Linked DNA regions of Gossypium arboreum: region 2 is linked to region 1. A link is a contact called in public Hi-C data. All regions are on one chromosome and are shown on one strand. The core of a region is the stretch at or near the end of the contact, and the rest is flanking DNA. Distances in the headings are between cores, read along the strand shown.

Region 1 (4,258 bases), core at 856-3,355:
AATAAATAAATTTTAAAAATAAAAGGAATAAAAACACAAACTGATGATAAAAAAACAAAAAAAACCAATTGAAATAAAAATAAAATTAAAAGGACAATTTACAAATAAACAAAAGTAATAAAACAGAATTAAGGATTTTAACATAACGCATACAAACAAAAAGGAATTAAAAGCAAATTAACCCAGATTCTTGAACGCAGCGCTTCAACGTTGACCAAACTGTAACGGTGCATAAATCCCAGGGAAGATTTGAAAAAACGAAAGTCATACAAAAATGGCCTAATCAAATGAGGACACAAAAGCGAGGAACCAGTTGTGAAATTTACCCATTTAGGGTGAAAATGCACAAATTCACCCATTTAGAGCGCCGTTGGATTTGTTTCTTTTTTAACCAAAAAAAAAATCATTAAAACTCATTTACTGCTTAAAAACAAAGGATATTCCATCTTTGAACCACCCCTTGTTCTTCTTCGACAGATCAAAGAGAAGCAGCTCAACCGCCATTTTGAGCCAAGCTTCGATTTTAGAGAGGGCTTCTCCGGCGCCACGACGGTGGGTTCAGGTAAGATCTTTCTCCTTTTCCTTTTTTATATTTTCGTATGTATGGAAAGAAATAAAAAAAACGAAAAGAATGAACTGAAGGATCACCTTTTAAATTTCCTTTGCACTTATTTCTTTGCAATTGATTTTATGTATCTTTTGTATTTCGTCTCCCCTTTTACAATGATTTTGTTTCGGCCTTTATAGCTGAAAAGGAAAAAAAACAAAACAACTTACTCCTATTTCGTTGCACTTTCTGGTACTGCTTCCTAGTTTTTCGTAGGTATGGAGGCGCGAGCGTAACACCTACATGGAGCGAACGTGGAGGCGCGAAATGCGGGTGTGGTGTGAGGGTGGAGGCGGCGCCGGCCAAAGGGAGTGCCTAAGTGCTAGGGTTTGCTGTTTCTGAAAAAAAAATTTGGGCCATAGTATTGGGCTTAAGGTTTTGGGTTAGTTTGGGGTTTGTATTGGGTTTGTTATTTAGTGATTTGGGCCGGGTAATTTTGGCTCATTACAAAGTTAATTCAATTTAATAACAAGAGTAATCAATAACTCAATCCTCCATTGATTCATATAAAATATAATATTTTCTTATTCACAATCTCAATATGATATCCATAATAGTGAATATATTTGAAAATTAATGGATTAACCATCACAAATTTTGTACTTTTTAATATTGATATATTAGCTTTTCTAAAGCTTTCAACTAATTTTGTATTATCAAATATTGTAATAATATTTGTTTGTTTCAGTCTGAATAAGATAAATATTTTCTATCTGTAATGATAGAATTCATTACTACATTCTCATATCTTTTCTCGAAAAGTATTAATGAAACAAAATATTTGAGCATACAATAAAAATTATATGCACTTTTAATATTAATATAAAACTTAAAAGAGTGATAAGTATTTTAAAAAAATTAATTGTATTATGTATATAAGCATCCTAAAAATTTTTAATTTCCTTTCAAAATTTGATTTTTATTTAATAAATTATTCTCATTAAATTCACATTCGCATAAAATATAAATTAATTTAAAATTTCAAAAGAACTTCTATAAGTAAAAGAATTATGGAATTTATTTAACTACAAAAATAATATAAGAGTTAAATTAAACAATAAGGAACTTTTTCATATATTAGTCAAATTATACATTAACGAAATCAGAAGATGATGATCAGATCCCATTAAAGCTTAAAAGAAAGTTTTTTCTGAATTTTCCAATTTTTTTTAAAAGATGTAATAGGTTATTGTAATTTTTATAAATTTAAAATTTAATCATTTTAAGTTTTTTATTTTATTTTTTATATTTTTGAATTCACATCTAGTATTAATAATACTGTTATTTTTTTGTTAGTATAAAAAATATAGTGTTAACAATTCCACTTGAATTTTATAATTTTAAAATTAAATAGATTAAATTTTTAAAATTAAGAACCCATATGATGATCTAATGATTAAAAGTGCTATTGTCTCAATGTGACTTGAGTTCAAACCGTACTAATCATGTTTGTTGTTCTGTTATTAATTTTCAAAAAAAAAGTTTTCTAAATATAAATTTTAAATTTATAACATATTTTAAGATTAATTGTTTTTCAACAAGTTTCTTCTACTCAGATGCTTCATCGTCGGTGTCCAAAACCAATAATAACCCACCAAATGTACCTAAAACTGTTTTTTTTTTTTTAAGAACTAAAAAAACTTTTGTCTCGTTGATTTTAGACCTCCTTAAATATAATCTCTTAGACTCAGTTTCTTTTTAATTAAAAATCCGAAATAATATTTTCTTACTCTGTAAGGAACAAATAATCTTTTCTTCGTCTACGACTCTAACGCTGTTTTTCATTTTTTTTTTGGTTTCTATTTATTGGGTTGATTGATTATCCAACGATCAACAAGCCACCCGCTTGCGAGCTATGTTCAGGTTCTGGTATGTTTTCTTTGTTACCTCTTTAATCTCTATTGATTTATTTGGATTATTGGATTCTATTATTTCGTTTTTTTTCCGATTCAGCCTTATTTTGAGGGGGGTTTCTTATATAAATTGCCTGCGAATTTGACTAATTTCACTTGGATTTGTGACTTCGATCGAACTTTCTTCAGAATTTCTTTTTATTAATATAATTGTGGGTTTGCTGGATTTTGGGAAATTTTTTTCCTATTAATTCTTTTTTCTTTGGAATTTTAATGTGTATTGTATTTTTAGAATCACCGTTTCCTTCCTTTTGGGCGTATTAAGAGGCTGTTCGATCATCAAAGAAACTAAAATTTGTGCTAAAGGAAAGCTGGGTTATTGTATTTTTTTTAAAGTGATAAACATGTTTCAGAAACTGCAGCTAAACCAAAAGTGTCCGCTCTTCTTCCTCCTTTTGGCTGTTGTATGAAATAGAATAAATGTGGGATTTAGTCGGTAATATCTATTTTCATGAAGTTGGATTTCAGATGAGCACATCTTAATTGCTCATCATGTTAGGGCAAGTCTAAAGTGTAGACATGTTTCATGATGCTGGTTTTACATAGAGCATCTCTTAATTGCTCATCATGTTAGGGCAAGTCTAAATTGTGGACATGTTTCATGAAGTTGGGTTTACATAGAGCATCTCTTAATTGCTCATCATGTGAGGGCAACTGTGGACATGCTTCATGCGTTTTTGGTGCTATTACCCTGTCGTTTTAATATGCTCCGGCAGTATATGCGCCTTATGTTGGATTATCTCAATAGGGGTAACTCTGTCAAATGGTCAATAAATTGTATCATTGTTTAATACTATTCCTACTACTACTACTCAAAATCCCAAACCCTTAAATCAGAGGAAAATACAATCTTAAGTGCACTTGGACCAACGTTTTTCTAATTGCTGCAATAGCAACAATGCCAAATGAGAAAATGGCATTTCTAAATGCTGTGAAGCCACTAAAGTTGTGTTGTAGTTGTACTTGTGCAGTAATGATCAAAAGTTAAAACTTGATAGCGATATTTCTAACTTCAGCTGGAGTTTTTTATTTTTTTCACTCACATGCTTTGTGACATTTATATTTGGTTGCACTAAAATTTTGATCATGATGCAGGGGTTCACAGGAGCAACAAGCTCAGCCACGTCCACAAGAGGGTTCTTCACATTCTTGGTATCCTCCTCCTGGTGTTAGCTCCACAAATTCTTCCCGGCCTTCAACGCCAGGTAGCAGTGCATCTAACAGCTTCAACTTACAGAGGCCTTCAGAAAGGCCACATTCTCCCTCGCAAGTTTCACCCTCTGAAGCTGCAGGAATCATTGCTCTTTTAAAGGACAAAAGGTTAGATGTCTGGTTTTTGCACTCCAGTCCACCTTGCTATTGGCAAGGAAATCTTCATTTCCTTCTATGAAAGAAATTTAAGATTCTTATTCCTTATTGCTTTTGTGCTTTACTAATGATCGATTATGCTCTTTTATTCATTTTATCCATCTTCCCTTTTTTATTATTTGCATTTGTGGCTTCTTAAATGTTGGGTACTTACAGAAGTAAAAATGCTTGTTTTAATTAATAGCGCATCTTGCAACTCCTAATCACTCTCTTATTTTCTTAGTGTTGATGAATTACGGAAGCTTTTGTCTGACAAGGATGCTTACAATCAGTTCTTACTATCAGTTGACCAGGTTAAAATCCAAAACAATGTGAGTAGTAAAAAATTGAGCTTATTTTATTTGATCTCACCTTTTCAAATGAAGAATTA
Region 2 (4,258 bases), core at 515-3,014, 540 kb before region 1:
ATTTACACAGTAATTTTTTCATCTTGACCATAATGCATAAACTTAGTAATAATAAACATTATTTAATTTATTTTCACTTATATCTCTATTTTTGTAAATTTGGGTGAAAACAAGAGAATTAAACCAATTAAATCTTTCGATATTATCCATGCTTATGAATACATTTTATTATGTTTGATAGTACAACTCCCCATTTGTCTTTGGTCTTTATTTCTGGAACCTAGCATTTATAACGTAGAGTAAAGGCAGGCTAAGGTTTTTTTTTTTTTTCTCACATTATAGTTGACCTAAAGAAAACAAAACAAAATATAAATTCAAATTAAACAATATACATGCATTTCAACTAATACTGTCTACCTAATAATTAATTGGTAATATGCTATAACAAAAGTCAACACACATTGTTTTCTTTCCAATTTCTGGGCTCATGTCAATTTCCTAGACTCCAAGAAATTCTTTTTCTTGGGCTCACAAGATGAAATGTATTCAAGGAAAGTGGCAAAATCTGTATCTTTATAACGCCGTGGATTTACTTGGTCAATCAGTTTAGGTGATGGTCCAACCATGCAATTGAAAGGCAGACTGTGCAGTGAGGCCACCGATAGTCGTGGCTTTGCTGGGTTCACAAATACTCTGTGCAGCACACTTTTGTATCTTCCGTTGCTAAATATCTGCAAATAACGCAAACCAAACTCAGTAATCATATAACATAAGCCACGTTGCTAAATGAGTTGAAATTAGAGGTCACCTCAAGGTGATCACCGACGTTAACCACGAAGGAATTGGGCATAGGTTCAACAGTGATCCATTTGCCTTTGTATTGGATTTGTAAACCCTCGACTTCATCCTGGAGAAGAAGGGTCAAGAAACCGTAATCCGAGTGTGGTGGCATTCCTAAGGTGAGGTCAGGTTCAGGGCAGGGAGGGAAACAGTTAACCACCATTAGCTGGCTTCCATCATGGAACTGCTTTAGTATTTCATCATCTTCTTCTGTCTTTTCCTCAGTGGTGGCACCCCACAGGCCCAGGCTCTCCAGGATGGCCTCCGTGATCCTTATAAACAACCACTTGGTTTCTCTTGCGTAGGTAGCCGCCACTTCCCTGAAGTCCATGGGACAGGATGGCCAATGAGGGAGAACATCCGACAATGGATGGCAGACAAGCTTTAAGAAATCTCTCCAACAGAACACTGAATCTTTTCTCTGGTTTAAGCTAGTCCCATATCGAACAGGCGAGGTCATGTCGGATGACATGTACTTTGCTCTTTCCTCGTACGGGAGACCGAAGAACCTGGTACTCACATCGATCATGCTTCTTATAGCTTCAATGGGGATACCGTGATTCACCACCTGAAAGAATCCATATTCTTCGCAAGCGGAGGAGAGGGAGTTGAGGACTTCGGACCGATTCGGGCCTTGTAATTCAGCAAAATCGATTACAGGCAGTTTAAGACTAGACTTAGTTGCATTTGGATGCTCTTTATCTACTTTGGGTCGATCCGAAACTGGCAATATGTACTTGTTGGGAAGTTTGCTAACTCCATTTTCGAAAAGATGCTTCACTCCTTTCTGGAACTCATCATCGTTAGTTAGTGCCATTGCAGAGGGACACATGAATTCCCTGTTCATAACAACAACCAAAAATAATTCACAATATAAGTTAATGTTTGCATATGAATATGAGAGAAATGAAGAAAGACCGAGTAACCACCTAATAAACAAAGGAAATGAAGCAAGTGGGAGGGAATAGGGATGTGAATGAACGAGGGGGGGGGGGGGTTTGGAGTTTGATGTATTTATAGGAGAGAATGGAGGGAAGGGAAGACTACAGAAGCAAGTTTTGGGGAAAAAACCGGATTCGGATTTATGGATCCCAGGAACTGACTGCTTCCATTATGTAAACCAAAACCGTTGACAAATAATGAGTCAAAATCATAAAGGAAAGTAAGGACTACAAAATTCTACTAATAATTAATCAGTCAAATCATCTATTGCCTCCTCATTACTATTAACTTGGTAATTTGTTTGGTTTTACAACTTAAAGAAATTCTTTTATTTAATATAAATATCATTATCAAATTTTAAATAGTAAACTTAATTATATACTATAATCTATTTAATTAAATTCACATTTAGACAAATAATATAACTCTTTCTCATCTGTCTCATGCCTCTGACTTTTTGCATGCAGCTCATCGTCAGTGGGGTCCCTTTCCTATCTTCGCTCACTACAAATGAATATGATTTCTCTTCATTTAGGAAATTTTTTATTTTGAGTTTGGGTTTATTCTTGGTCAAAGAACAAGTTATACCTTTAATTATTACCACACCACTAGTTTTCTCTGTTAAGAGCTCAATCTTATGTCTAACTTAAAGATACCTATGTGAAGAAATTAAATTAGAGATATGTTTTCTCAACCATTTACAGCATCACTTGTGATTTTAACCTTTCATTCCTAAGTTAGATCGAATTTCTAAATAATTTAATATTATTTTATCTACTTATAAAATTTAAACTCTAAACCTATAGATGGGTTTGGTATCCATATTCATATACGAAATCGTACAAGCCTGTGAAGCTAATAAATATTGTATCGGTGTAAATTGACTACTCTCCCTTTTAATGGTCCCCTAAGAAAAAGCCCATCAAGTTTTGGATTCGATCGACACAGCTACAATGCGTTTTGCTGGCTGTTGTTTTTGCACACAAGTTCGAAAACAATAAAACAAATGAATTTACGAATTATTTTCGAAAATTCCAAAACAAAACACGACGACACATAAGCTTACAAAAAAGGGAGAAAAAGGTTGTCGACATCAAAACATAGAGTTGACAAGTTGTGGTATCACTTATTTTAATTATTTTTCATAACATACAATATAAAAAACTTGTTTCGCATTGGTTTAAACTAAATTATTTTACAGACATATAATATAAACTCTATGAATTACAAATACAGTTCATGCTCGTGACTATACGTAGGATCAACCGATCAACCAATAAGCAACTCATTTACACGTAAATTTCGTCAAAATAGCAATGGATTATTAATATATAATTAAGAAACCACTAGGGTTTATGGTTTACAAGTTTGATACAGTTATTTGATGGACGCTCATCTCCTTGTTACGCTATACATACTTTTGACCATTTTTTTTTTGTGAAAATATTATTTTAAAATTTTGAATTGAAAATCAAGTTTTTAAATTTGTTGATGAAGGGGGAAGGGATTAAATAGAGCTTTTTCATATCTTGAAAAGATAAAAGTACAATTTTATCAAAGATTAATTTATAATTTAATTATTTCTAAAGAAATTAAATTGAATATTTTTAATTTCAGGGGCAAAGCCATTGCCAGCTCCTGGCTTCACCTTTGCGGTTAATAAGGATGAAACCAGAAATATTATGAAGGGGGATAAAATTGAAGTTTGTAGATTATACAACGATCCAATTTTTATTTTTTATTTTTGAAAGATTGTGCTTCAAGTTCAATTTGGATGGACTGTGGTGACCATTTTCACAATTAAAAGAAATTAAATTTTGTTTTTATATTAGTATTTATATATTTCAAAATTAATTTAATTAAAAAATATTTTTTATCATCCAATAGTAACTCAAGTTGGGTTGGTTCAAATAGATATTTCAATGTCACTTTAATCTAATTAAATTAGGCTTTATTTGATAAAAATGTTGAAAATTTTAATTATTTTCTTATTCTATTTCATTTAAAATTATATTATTATTATTATTAAATAATTTAATTAAATTCAATATTTAATTTTTAATGATATACTTAACAAATTTTATAAATTAAATTACGCAATTAATGGTCTTGCGACTTAACTAAAAAGTTGTTGACAACAATTATTTTTCAGTATTTATTTTTAATATTTAATTTTTAGTTTATCAAATATATAACTTGACTACGTGTATAAGAGAATATGGCATGTGAATGGAAAGCTTAATATCCAATTAATAGCAAATCTGTTGTAATTAGCATAAAATTAATTGATTTTGTACTAGAATTTTGATGTAGTCGTAAACTAACTAAAAATTTGACTAAAACAAGTGCACCTATCAATTAATAGTATAGCTACAGTGAGTAAATATATCATTCCCACTAAGACTAAAAGTACTAGTAATTACCATCTTTCTATTATTTAATTGATAAATTCGAGTAGTTAATTAAAACTAAAATTAACTATGAACGCGAAAAAGAACAAGTTAGGAAAATAAACTATTAACAATCAAGAAGCGAA

Evidence for each region. A called contact is a pair of places that touch in the nucleus more often than the background predicts.
Region 2: a Hi-C map of leaf shows a contact between it and region 1, with 3 times the contacts expected there. The contact joins the promoter of LOC108458486 here to the promoter of LOC108457870 in region 1. A contact is called at or near these places in 2 of 5 Hi-C or Micro-C datasets (both in leaf).

What each region holds. Positions count from the first base shown.
Region 1 is chr4:94,671,473-94,675,730 of ASM2569848v2, reverse strand. LOC108457870 (vacuolar protein-sorting-associated protein 37 homolog 1) reads left to right here and starts at 2,105. Exons shown (of 7, transcript XM_017757056.2): 1 at 2,105-2,476; 2 at 3,616-3,840; 3 at 4,112-4,199. The coding sequence starts at 2,463. LOC108459605 (a long non-coding RNA gene) reads left to right here and starts at 211. Exons shown (of 2, transcript XR_001867387.2): 1 at 211-562; 2 at 814-1,092.
Region 2 is chr4:95,210,384-95,214,641 of ASM2569848v2, reverse strand. It overlaps LOC108458486 (probable 2-oxoglutarate-dependent dioxygenase SLC1), which reads right to left and starts at 1,764. Exons shown (of 3, transcript XM_017757907.2): 1 at 1,710-1,764; 2 at 749-1,619; 3 at 119-671. The coding sequence starts at 1,612. The coding sequence ends at 426.